2 separate regions of the Macaca mulatta genome follow, and region 1 is linked to region 2. The links are chromatin contacts, called in public Hi-C maps. All regions are on one chromosome and are shown on one strand. The core of a region is the stretch at or near the end of the contact, and the rest is flanking DNA. Distances in the headings are between cores, read along the strand shown.

What was found. A called contact is a pair of places that touch in the nucleus more often than the background predicts.
Region 1: a Hi-C map of fetal cortex germinal zone shows a contact between it and region 2, with 4 times the contacts expected there. The contact joins the promoter of BAZ2A here to the promoter of GLS2 in region 2. A contact is called at or near these places in 4 of 14 Hi-C or Micro-C datasets (CD4 T cells, cortical neurons, fetal cortex germinal zone and 1 more).

The regions. Positions count from the first base shown.
Region 1 is chr11:63,812,740-63,818,542 of T2T-MMU8v2.0, forward strand. BAZ2A (bromodomain adjacent to zinc finger domain 2A) reads right to left here and starts at 3,376. Exons shown (of 30, transcript XM_077954574.1): 1 at 3,184-3,376. ATP5F1B (ATP synthase F1 subunit beta) reads right to left here. Exons shown (of 10, transcript NM_001195494.1): 10 at 5,175-5,423. The coding sequence ends at 5,323.
Region 2 is chr11:63,670,401-63,676,813 of T2T-MMU8v2.0, forward strand. It overlaps GLS2 (glutaminase 2), which reads right to left and starts at 1,273. Exons shown (of 18, transcript XM_001115245.5): 1 at 834-1,273. The coding sequence starts at 1,015. LOC144332934 (a long non-coding RNA gene) reads right to left here. Exons shown (of 4, transcript XR_013401163.1): 4 at 1,917-3,226.

The sequences.
Region 1 (5,803 bases), core at 2,126-4,625, 140 kb after region 2:
GGAAGCTACTAGAAAGGGGAAGGGGCAAATGGTCATTTTATCAGCAACTTGTAAGGAGAGTCTCCAGGGAATAGGCTGAACCTCAAGCCAGGCCACTGGACTAGTAATGAAGAGAATGGGGAGGGACAAACTAGCACCTGCTCCCCATTTCTCACCCTCCTGTGTTCCTGCGGCACCTCCCTGACTCTGGGGTCAGCTGCCACGGTGCCTGGCTCCACTCTGGAGCCAGATGGCTGGGGCTGGGAGGAGGAAGAGAGAGAAGGGGATTCGTTTGCATCCCTCTACGTCCTTCCCTCTCCCCCACCAGATACTCCTGGCATCCAACCCCAAACACCACTGCTGAACACCCTCTCCTCCCCTCAGCACCCCCTCCAAACATGACTTAGAAGAGTCTGAAGCAGATCCTGACACCCAGTCCCCTAATTCTGGAGGTGAGGAGTGGGAAATGACAGAGCATAGCTAGGGACGCAGCTGGACTGGGGGCGGAGGGGGAATTCTCTAATGGAGGTGGGATAATTATTAAAGACCTCTCTTCCCCTCACTGGCTGAATGGATCATACTGTTAACAGGGTCTGTCTAGCAGGGAGATGGCTCTCAGCCGAGTAACCATTCTAGCTGGACACCCCCCCACACACACAAGTTAAAGCAAAAGTCTTCACCTTCTGTGTATTCTGGAAAGGCTAGATTCTCCTAATACATCACAAGGACCATACCCCTCCCCTTCTTTCCCCACTTTTTTTTTTTTTTTTTTTTTTGAGACAGTCTTGCTCTGTCGCCCAGGCTGGAGTGCAGTGTCGTGATTTCAGCTTGCTGCAACCTACACTTGCCAGGTTCAAGTGATTCTTGTGCCTCAACCTCCCGAGTAGCTGGGATTACAGGCACACGCCACCACGACCAGCTAATTTTTGTATATTTTGTAGAGACGGGGTTTTGCCATGTTGCCCAGGCTGGTTTAGAACTCCTGACCTCAAGTGATCTGCCCGCCTTGGCCTCCCAAAGTACTGGGATTACAGGCGAACACCACCCCACCCCGGCCCCTTTCTCCCCTTTAAGTCGACAGGTGGCTCCTCAGATTCGCACAGTCTTGTTTCCAAACTTCCCAATGGGATTCTCTATGGTGGTCCTGTAAGTTAGAGAAAGCCCCTATTTCCTAGGGAGCCGGGGGGCTTCCTTTGCACCGGAACAGAGAAGACTGGACTTCTCTTGCCTTCCTCATCGCCCCAACTCCCTTAGAGATTTAGCCCCAGCTCCCCACCCACTCTCTCCCAACCGTCCCTGAGGCCCTGAAGCACAAGATTCCGGCAGCGCCCTAGCCCCCAGCTCCCAGGTTCTGGGGGAGGGGCCTTCCTAGGCTGCACCGACCAACCCTAGGCCCAAGAGGAGAGCCCTTCCCACCTGGGCTCAGTAGGCGGTGCTGAGGTTGGACCCCAAGCTCCAGGAGATGTAGGGTGGGGTGAGGACTACAGAAAAGGTTTAGATGAGACTTAGCTGAACTTAAAGGGCTGAGAGGAGCAGGGGCAGATAGTGTTGTCGATGTTGCTCCCCCGCCCCCCTTACTACGGGGAAGGAGAGGAGTTGGGGTGGGTATCCCCCCTCCCATTGGGGTTAGGAAGGCGTGGGAAAGCGCTAGTTCCAGAGGGGAGGAGGCGAAACCCAGACCGCGGGAGATTTTTCTGGCGAGGAAGGCGCGGGGGAGGGGGAGATCCTGGGCCCAGAATAGGAAGGGTACTCGAGAGAGGATGGCGGAGAGGCGTGAGAAGCCTCCGGATTCCGGTCGCAAAGGATAGGGGAAAAATGGGCGAGTAGATAGTTCAGGGCAGAGAGGAAGGGCAGCTCCCTGAGGGGGAGAGTCAGATCCCGAATCCCGGGGCAGCAGGGATCCCGGGGCAGGATACCGCAGGAACGGCCCGCCAGGGGACTCCGGAGCTGGAGGTGGGTGCCGGGCCTCACCTGGAGCAGGGCCGGGCCGCGGGCGGCGGCGGCGGCAGCGGCGCAGGTGGCCGAGCCGGGCGGCGGCGGCGCCTCCTCCCCCAGCCCTGGGCCGGCGGCGGCGGAGGGGAGGAGGTGGTGCTTAAAGGGGCAGGAGCTACCGAGGTGAGGACAACCGCTCAGGAGAGCAGTCGCGAAGGATCCACTGGGGGAGAGGGAAGCGGGTGGCGTCTCCTAGGGGCCAGAACCAGGAAGGATCCCAGATGGGAGGAAGAGAACAGATCCCAGAAAGAGACAAACTTCTGCGGTGAAGTGGGGGATGGTGGTAGGTCCGAAAGGAAGGACTCGGGAAAGCTCTGCCCGCGCTGCCAGGGCACCAGCAAAGACCGCCTCACAAAGGTGGCCGGGGAAGGCAGCGAGAGCTACATGGGCTCCTAGGAGGCCCCTAGGGATGCAGGAGAGGGAACTCAAGGCCGAACCTGCTGGGGGTCACGCGCAGCGCCCTACTAGGTGAACAGGTTCCCCGTGTTTCAGCTCCTCAGGGCCCCATCCCTACAGCTGTGGGGCATTTGGAATCAGGAAGCTACGAGGGCAAAAACCTCCTATCCTCTCAACCTCAATCCTTCCTCCCACTCAGTGCCCTCAGTAACTGTAGTGTGGGGGCCATCAATAGCAGCCCTAGTGAGGCTGATGTGGGACCGCGAGAATCGACTTTGGTTCAGTTTTCCCCCAACCACCACCAACCTTGCTTCAGTCCCTGGGGCAACAGGAAGCAGCTGCTCAGTGCAGCCCCCACCTGAAGGTGGGTCAAGGTGGGGGAGGAGAGAAGGCAGACTTAAAAGGCCTTAGAAAAATGAGAGGGAGGGGAGGTACTTTCAAGACCTTCCAGCACTGCCAAAAGCGGGCTTTACTTTTATGGGGGCTAGCAGTGAGTACTGTCAAAATTTCCTTGAATCTCAACAGCTTAAATGGCGAGGAGCAGGGGCAATCCTCCACGGGGCGGCGGGGAGGGGGTTGGGAAAGCCCTGGCCTAAGGTGCGTCTGGGGCTCTTACTTAGAGCTGGGGCTTGCCCATACTCAGGATCCCGTGGTCGGCAGCCTCGCCAGCTGAGCCCTTCCCCCCCGTCCCCCAGAGTCCTGTTTCCTCTCCTTCACCCCCCAAATGAGCAAAGGTTAGGCCCCACCCCTGCTGAGTCAGCCAGGGAGGGAGTAGGCATCCCTCAGGCCTTCCCCGGGGCTGGTCCCCATACTCACCCATGTCAGGCTGGCAGGGCTCGAGGTTGGGACCACCCAGCTCCTCACTGTCCTTGGGCCCCCACTTCACGTGAAGGCTGGTGTTGGATCCTTCCAAACTGTGAGCTGGGAACTAGCAACAATCAAAAAGCCAGTGTATGCTTCCTGCGAACCACACAGCCTGAACTGCTGTAGGGTGATGTCCCTGTGTGACAGACTGGGTGGGGAGGGAGGAGGGAAGGGCGGGGCCTTCTCTGGGTGGAGAGAGGGAGGAGGCGAGGACAGGGCAGACCAGGAGAAATATGGAGGAAGGTTAGAGCTGTGTTGACACTCCAGTGGCGTGGTAGAAGAGGCGGGCAAAGGGGGAAGGAAATAAATAGTTGCAGCTACTGAGAGGGAGAAGGTTCTCGATAAACGCTGAAGGACGTGAACGTGTTGGGGGGAAGGGGTGGAGGGATGCAAAAGACCTTTAGGATTTCAGTTCCCAGGTCTGTATCGGGTGACGTGAGAAAACAAAGCAGAAAGGGCTGACCTGTACGCTAGGGCTTTTTCTACCAGCTTCTTACCCACTCCAGAGTCAGGACCTAGAGGAAGTGTCCCCACCCCCATAACTCAGCATTTCCCCAAATCCAAGCTTTTCTGGGAGCAAACTACCAGCACAAGCAGCTCAGGGGCTCCACCTTCTGTCCAGATCATGACACAGTAGAGACTGCGGGAGAGGCTGCTGCCAAGGACGTCATAGGCAGATGGAAGGAAGCTTAGAGGCCCCTACTCCACCCCTGGCGCCGCGCCAAAAAGCCCTCCCCAACCTTCAGCCCCCAGGGGCCTCTGAATTGGGAGCTCAGCTTGTCCCCGCCCAGCTTCTACCTAACTTGATGGCCTCAGCGGGTGGAGCTTATAGATGCAGGCTCCTCCCCAGGACAAAAGCCCCAGCTGGTCTGTAAACAGTCCTTAACTGAGAGCCACATCCCAGCAAATGGCCTTCGTGGATTTGAAAATGGGATCAGAGTTATTGCAGAGTCTCCAGTGCTACCGCGAGAGGGCAGTAGGATGAGTCTGGTCCCGGAAAAGAACACAAGGGGAACCCAATCCGACCTTGCAAGCTTCTTTTAAATTGAAATGGTGAAATACACCTTCTACCCCTGCACCTTTCAGTAGGCTAAAATGAAAGGAAAATAACCTAACTTCATTAGTTTAGAAGCCCAAGCCAGCAACCCTGAAAATTGCTATTCCCTTGAGATTCTCTTTTCTGGACTTTCATAAGGGATCTTCACAGAGGGTGAACTAGGCCTCATATGCCTCTGCATAGCCGCAAGCAATCACAAGCAACTTTTATTTAGACTTGCCCAAAATGTCAGGAAGTATTTCAGTACGCTTTCTGAAGACATGAAGGCCTAACCAAGATGTAGAGAACCATTTTGATTCAATTTTAACAAAGATCAGTATTCATCACTATTTCTTGAAAATTCATTAAACTCAGATTAACCCCTGGAAATCGGTTACTTCTAAAACGAGTTTTTCCCAATATGCCCTTCAAAAAAGACCTATTTTTAACCAAGAAGTAGGGATGTGCCACATGAAATAGAGGCCCAAAAAAAAAAAAAAAAACCAAAAAAAAACCCATCAATTTGTATTGAACTAAAGGCCCCAAACTGAGGCCCTACTAAGATCACACTACCCAAAGGAAACCCCGCATGAGAGGTACGATTGCCCATCAACAAAAGAGAATGGCTAGTTTTAAGCACCGATTTCAAACATACATGGCCCACTTCAAGCTGAACCTGCTTCTTATAGCCACTCTAAAAATCTAATTGTTGAAAATAGTGCTGGTGATGTGAGACTGCATACACCTGTAGCCCCAGCTACTCAGGAGACTGAGGTGGGAGATCTGGAGCCCAGGAGTCGGAGACCAGTCTTGGCAACACAGCCAGACACCGTGTCTCTAAAACTAAAACTAAATACATAACCCTTGAGTGTTGACTATGTTGTCAGAACCAAGAGAATCAGACAAATTCTGAGGGGTGTACATTTTATTGGAAACCTTAAATACCGTTCAGACAGAATATATCTTCAATCAAGGCTCTTGTGCAGCCAACACAGATAAATGAAGCTTTTTGGGTTAGGGGCAAGGAGAGGGACAGTACAGAGGACAAGGACCCCTCACGACGCATGCTCTTCAGCCAGCTTATCAGCTTTTGCCACAGCTTCTTCAATGGGTCCCACCATATAGAAGGCCTGTTCTGGGAGATGGTCATATTCACCTGTATGACGGGGAAAAAAAAAAAGTAAGAAGTGGAGGGATATCAATTTTCTGCATCGTGTAACATTCCTTACCACTTGAGGCCATCAGTTAGAATGTGATGACTTAAGGTCATCTTAGAAAGCTTAAATTGGCCGGGCGCGGTGGCTCAAGCCTGTAATCCCAGCACTTTGGGAGGCCGAGACGGGCGGATCACGAGGTCAGGAGATCGAGACCATCCTGACTAACACAGTGAAACCCCGTCTCTACTAAAAATACAAAAAAACTTAGCCGGGCGAGATGGCAGGCGCCTGTAGTCCCAGCTACTCGGGAGGCTGAGGCAGGAGAATGGCGTAAACCCGGGAGGCGGAGCTTGCAGTGAGCTGAGATCCGGCCACTGCA
Region 2 (6,413 bases), core at 23-2,522:
TTGAACAGTGTCTATGCTGGCCCTCTGGGGAGGACAAGATTTCCTGTTCAGCACCGTCTGCGTCTCGGAGAAAAAGGCTCAGCCACCAAGTGTGTCCTAGGCGGTGGGGAAGATAAAAGTTTGGCCACCTGGGCGGAAGAAGTACCCAAAGAAAGAACCTTTTAGATTCCGGAGCCTGGGCAGCATAAATAATAGCTCTGACTGGCTCTGGTTTGGGAAATCTGCGTCTTACAGACTTTTCCTCTATTACAAATATTCTCCCCATTCAACAACCAGTTTGGAAAATCCCCCCCCCCCCATTCTGCTGTTCAGGGAGCACTACTACGTACACACCTAACACTTATGCACGTACCTGCGCACCAGTAACACACGAGCATCACACATTACCCACCGAGGACACGCAGAAACACAACACACAGACAGACCCCAGTACACTTGGACCTGAGGCAGGAGGCTGTTCCACACCCACGCATCTCCTAAAATACACACCGAGACGAGGGAAGGTGAGGACGGGCGGCGTGCGCCCAGCCCTGCACTCAGACACGTGAACCAAGTAACACTCGGGGCGCATCTGTGATCCAGGTTAACTGCGCACCTTGGACAGGCGCCATCCCCAGAACCCGCTTGCCCGAACGCACTCCCAGGCAGATTGCAGATTACCGCCCGAACACGGCGTACCCAAAGCTCCACATCCAAAGGAAAAGGCATCCAGGGCTAGTGAGCCAGGAGAGGGGAGATGAGGGACGCTGCCTGGGGAGGGCACTCGGGAACTAGCGAGGACCACAGTGGGAGTTGGGGCAAGCCCGTCCCCTGCCCTGTCCCAGGAGCCTTACTGATCCTGGTGCTGCGGCTGGCGGCTGTGTGGTGTCTCTCTGCCCTGCGCCGCGGCCTCACTGAGGTGGTGCCGGACGCCCTCGCCAAGGAGGGGGCTCCGGCTCAGGTGACCCCAGTCTCCCCGCCGGCAGTGACTGCTGGCCCGGCTCAGCGACTTCTGCAGAGCCTTCATGGAGCGCATACCCCCAGCAAGCCGCTGGCTCTGCAGGTGCGCCCAGGACCTCTAGCTGTGGCTGAGAAGGAGAGGCGGAGCGGGCGAGACAAGGTGCGGGGGAGTTCTGTGAGGGAGCTCTGGGCCTGAAAGACCGAGAAGGGGGGCCCGGTGGGTGGGGCTGGGGCAGGAGGAGGGGCCTGCCCCTTTAAAGCTGGCTCCAGGGTTAGGCACACCCTCAGGACAGGGGCTAGGTGAAGAGCGTTGGGAATAAAGGAGAACCCGAGTGGGTGGAGAGAGGGCGGTGCCTGGGAGCTGGAATGGACAATGCCCAGGCCCAATCACTGAGGAAGCAAAAACATTGAGGCGGGGAAAGGGTAAGGTTGCCCAATGAGAGCAAGACGGTAGGCTCTTGCGACAGCCTGCGGGTGCTTCCACGTGGGCCCCGCGAGCGCTTCCGCGTGGACCCCGAGAGCGCGGGTGTCCGCGGATGCTGAGGGCTGGAAAGGCGAGGACAAGCTGAGGCAAAGCCGGTGGGGGCGGGAGGCGCTCTCCGGGGACACCGTGGGGCTGCGAACGATGGAGTTCTCGTTAGAGAGGAGGGTGCTGCCTCGAGAGAGGAGGCCAAGTAAGAGTGAGCCCAGTTCAGGAGGTCACTTAGAGAGCCTCGACCTCCGAAGGCCAAACCAGCGCCCAATAATCCGGCGCGTAGCGTGGCCCGCGGCCGACCTGCCGTGGTGCTGAGTGGAGAGCAGGATGGCTGCTGGGTACCGCGGGCAGAAGCAGCCGACCAGCACCTCAGGGAGGCATGGGGCGGCGGGAAGGTCGCTCTGGCCGTTAGGATGCCTGGTTCCAGTTTGTGTCCCTCTACCATTTATTTGGTGTAGGACTTGTTTTAAAATCTGGAAAGTTAAAACATTAAAATAAGGTGGCACGCAGAAAAATATTTTATAAACCATGAAGTGCTCCCCACATTTTTCCTACTTTAATTGTTTGCCGTTGTCCTCCTCACGGGCAGAAAAGAGGCGATGTACAAAAAGCATTTTGAAATCTAAGAACATTCAGGACTTTTGCCATTTGCAACTAGAATTTTCACCTTGTATCTCGGCAGCGCCTAACCCAGCATCCATATTTAGTAGGGACTCATTATGTAAATAATAGCTATTATTGAGTGCCCATGGTGTGCCAACCACTTCGTTTCTCTCCCTCTTACCAGAGACCTACAAAGTAGTTATTAGTCTCAATTTGAAGGTGAGGAAACTAAGACTCGGAAATTAAGACTTCTCGCGTAAGGTAACCCAGCTAGTAAGTACCAAAGCCAGAAGTTAGACCCGTTTTTTGTTTTGTTTTGTTTTTAACTACAAGTCTCTCCTTCATGCAGCCCTTCCCAAAAATTAAGCATTGAATTGAATTATCCCAAGAGAAATGACCCCATCCCTAAAGGAGGTATTTTATGTGTGTGGAAGTATTATGATACAGTACTGGGAGCCTTTTCCTTGTGATAGTTCTGGCTGTTTCACAAAACACTAGTTTTCTTTTTTTCTTTTTTCTTTTTTTTTGTTTTTTGAGACGAAGTTTTGCTCTTGTTGCCCAAGCTGGAGTGCAATGGCGCAGTCTCGACTCACGGCAACCTCCGCCTCCTGGGTTCAAGCGATTCTCCTGCCTCAGCCTCCCTAGTAGCTGGAATTACAGGCGTGTGCTACCTCACCCAGCTAATTTTTTGTCTTTATAGAGATGGGGTTTCGCTATGTTGGTCAGGCTGGTCTCAAACTCCTGACCTCAGATGATCCGCCCGCCTCAGCCTCCCAAAGTGCTGGAATTACAGGCATGAGCCACCGTGCTTGGCCCATAGTTTTCATTTTTGAATTAAAATGAGTTTCAAGGGTACCCGTGGGAAAACAAATACTGAAACCAGTATGGTGTGTTCTGTGGAAAGGCAGTTCTCCTTTGCCTTGGCTAGGATTGGAGGGCTTATTTGGCTTAAAACCAGATGGAGTAACATTTGTTTTTGCTTGTTTTTCTCTTCTATAGTCAATCTGTGCCTGCTGTATCCGTTCTCCTGTCCGTGGAAAGCCGTCTAATTCTGGGACTCTGGCTTGCTGCTTTATGCTTGGCTTTGCCCAAGAGGCAGAGTTCTGGGTCTTAATAGTGTAAATTCAATCCTGCATTAGTTTTTTCATATGTAACAGACGAATCTTATTCTTGTTTCATAGGAATATTATTTATCTGAAGCGTTTTCATCTGTTCAAGAGAAAAATACCACCTGTTAAGGAATTTCTAAACATTACCCAGAATTAATTTGCTTCCTTTATTTCCAATTTCCGCCTCTTTGAATTAGCTTTATACTCTAATAGAGTTCCTTACTCTCTTTCTCCTAGCACTCTTCCGCTAATAGGAACTGTTTGGGTAGTGAAGAAGATCTATGCATGGAAGCAGAGGTTCTTTGCTTAGAGAACTAGCTCCAGCTGCACTTGGACCTTTGGACTAACTCTGTCTCCAATACAATATTGCTGTCTTTGCATGAGGATGGAGCATGATTTGGGAGGCCAGTGGTACTGTGTAAAGTATAAGATACTGGAGAAGAACAAGTTTGTTGTCCCAGGTGGTTAAAGCTTGGCAGGGTCAGGTCCTCTTTTTGTTTCTAATTGAAAAATAATCATCATCTAGTTTAATTTGTGCAAAACTATTAGCCAACTATGACAGGGGCAGCTATAAATGAAGATTTTCATAACTGAAAGAAAGTTTTTTGTGTCTCTAACAGTGGATTTTTAGGTTAGTCCACGGCTGTGCCAGAGTTTTGTGATATGTGAGAGAGGATTGGACTTAATGATTTTGAATCCTTAAGAAAAGCTAAATCTGGGCCGGGCACGGTGACTCACGCCTGAAATCCCAGTGTTTTGGGAGGCTGAGGCAGGTGGATCACCTGAGGTCAGGAGTTCGAGACCAACCTGACCAACATGGAGAAGCACTGACTCTAATAAAAATACCAAATTAGCCGGATGTGGTGGCACATGCCTGTAATCCCAGCTGCTCAGGAGGCTGAGGCAGGAGAATTGCTCGAAGCCGGGAGGTGGAGGTTGCGGTGAGCCGAGATTGTGCCACTGCACTCCAGCCTGGGCAACAAGAGTGAAACTCCATCTCAAAAAAAAAAAGAAAAAAAAAAAGAAAAGCTAAATCCTCTGTGATAGGAAATTGATGTTTGGAGATTGTTTATTTCTTATGATTAAGAAACTCATTTGTTCTACTCTTTTTTTTTTTTTTTTTCTTTTTTGGTGATGGGGTCTTGCTCTGTCATCCAGACTGGAGTGCAATGGCGTGATCTCGGCTCACTGCAACATCTGCCTCCCGGATTCAAGCAATTCTCCTGCCTCAGCCTCCCAAGTAGTTGGGATTACAGGTGCCCGCCAATACGCCCGGCTAATTTTTGTATTTTTAGTAGTGACGGAGTTTCACTATGTTGGCAAGGCGGGTCTTAAACTCCTGACCCCGTGATCCGCCCGCCCTGGCCTCCCAAAGTCCTGGGATTACAGGTGTGAGCCACTGCACCCGGTCTGTTCCACTGTTTAGACTGTAGCTAGGATGTTAATTGGTCCAAGTAAAGGATTAGTTCACTTTTTATTTTCATTAATCTTTGCTAATGATACTATTGTTACAAACTCCTTTCTGCCTTAGTTTCTCCATTTGTAAAAGATAAACGTGTATTTTACTGGGTAAAAATGTAAGTACTTGGGGCTCTGACATAATCAGCTTCCACTAATTCAATTAATATTTATTTGTTGGCATTCAGTGTGCCAGGTCCAGTGCTGGAGAATCCAGAATTTTAAAAATTTAATAAACCAGTTTCTATTGGAAGAAATGAGAAAGTTTATGTTTAAAATTTCTAATGAAGGTCGGGCGCGGTGGCTCACGCCTGTAATCCCAGCACTTTGCGAGTCCGAGGCGGGCGGATCAGGAGGTCAGGAGATCGAGACCATCCTGGCTAACACAGTGAAACCCCGTCTCTACTAAAAATACAAAAAATTAGCCAGGCGTGGTGGCGGGCGCCTGTAGTCCCAGCTCCTCAGGAGGCTGAGGCAGGAGAATGGCGTGAACCTGGGAGGCGGAGCTTGCAGTGAGCCGAGATCGCACCACTGCACTCCAGCCTGGGCGACAAAGCGAGACTCTGTCTCAAAAAAAAAAAAAAAAAATTCCTAATGAAAAATGCTGTGATGTAGAGACATGCAGAAGAAAGTATAAAGAAAGGACATCTAAGCTGGGGATGAAGGGCCACTGGGATAGAAGAGGAATGTTGGCTGACAGGAGCTGGTTTTTAAAGCATGAGAGGTGTTTCAGACAGAGGGCTCTACAAGAATAAACAGAGCCTGAGAGGAACATTCGAGGGACTCTACCTCTAGTTGGGTTGGAATGAAACATGGGTATAAGAGTGTGAACCAGCTGGGCGTGGTGGCTCACACCTGTAATCCCAGCACTTTGGGAGGCTGAGGTAGGCAGATCACAAGGTCAGGAGTTTGAGACCAGCCTGACCAGCATGGTGAAACCCCATCTCTACTGAAAATACAAAAATTAGCCAGGCATGGTGGCATGTACCTGTAATCTCAGCTACTCAGGAGGCTGAGGCAGGAGAATCAGTTGAACCTGGGAGGCAGAGGTTGCAGTGAGCCGAGATCACGCCACTGCACTCCAGCCTGGGAGAGAGAATGAGACTCCATCTCAAAAAAAAGAATGTGGACCAATGAAACTGAGGATGTAGGTATGAGATGCATGTTTTAACTTGATGCTAGACTTTCATAGAGTAAATGAAATTTAATAAAAGTTTAAACATGTCTGTGATCTACTCCAGTGTGCTTTCCTAATTCTTCTTTGGTTTAGCAATAACAAAATAAAAATTTATAGGACTGAAAAAATATAAATATAAGCCTATTAAAAAAACATATCATCACACTGGTCCATTTATGATGCTTAACATGCATTTTCTCTATTTTGCCAAATAATATCTTCTATAATCTGGGTTCTCCAATAGCCATTAAAGTAGATTATAGCAAATCTTAATCAACAAAATATACTAAAAGAATGTAGATTTTACTAGAATTCCTAAAAAGGATTTAGAAAAGTCTGTAGGCAAAAACTAATTTGAAGGAATTTGAAAGCCTTTGCTGACACAGCAAAAAGAAAATACCTTCAGGGTTTGATTGATAGGATTTTCTTTTTTCTTTTTTCCCTTCTCCAAGTTATTGGTAGAGAAATAGTATTTTAATACTTGTTTTTCTTTGACTTAAAGAATATGGAAGATGTCAGAATCTTGTATTACTCTATAGTGAACAAATGAGACCCTTCTCTAAAAGACTAGGTTAAATTAACTTTTAACCACATTTACCTAAGTGAAACACTCCATAAGCCATATTTTATTAAGATTTTATATAATTTGAAA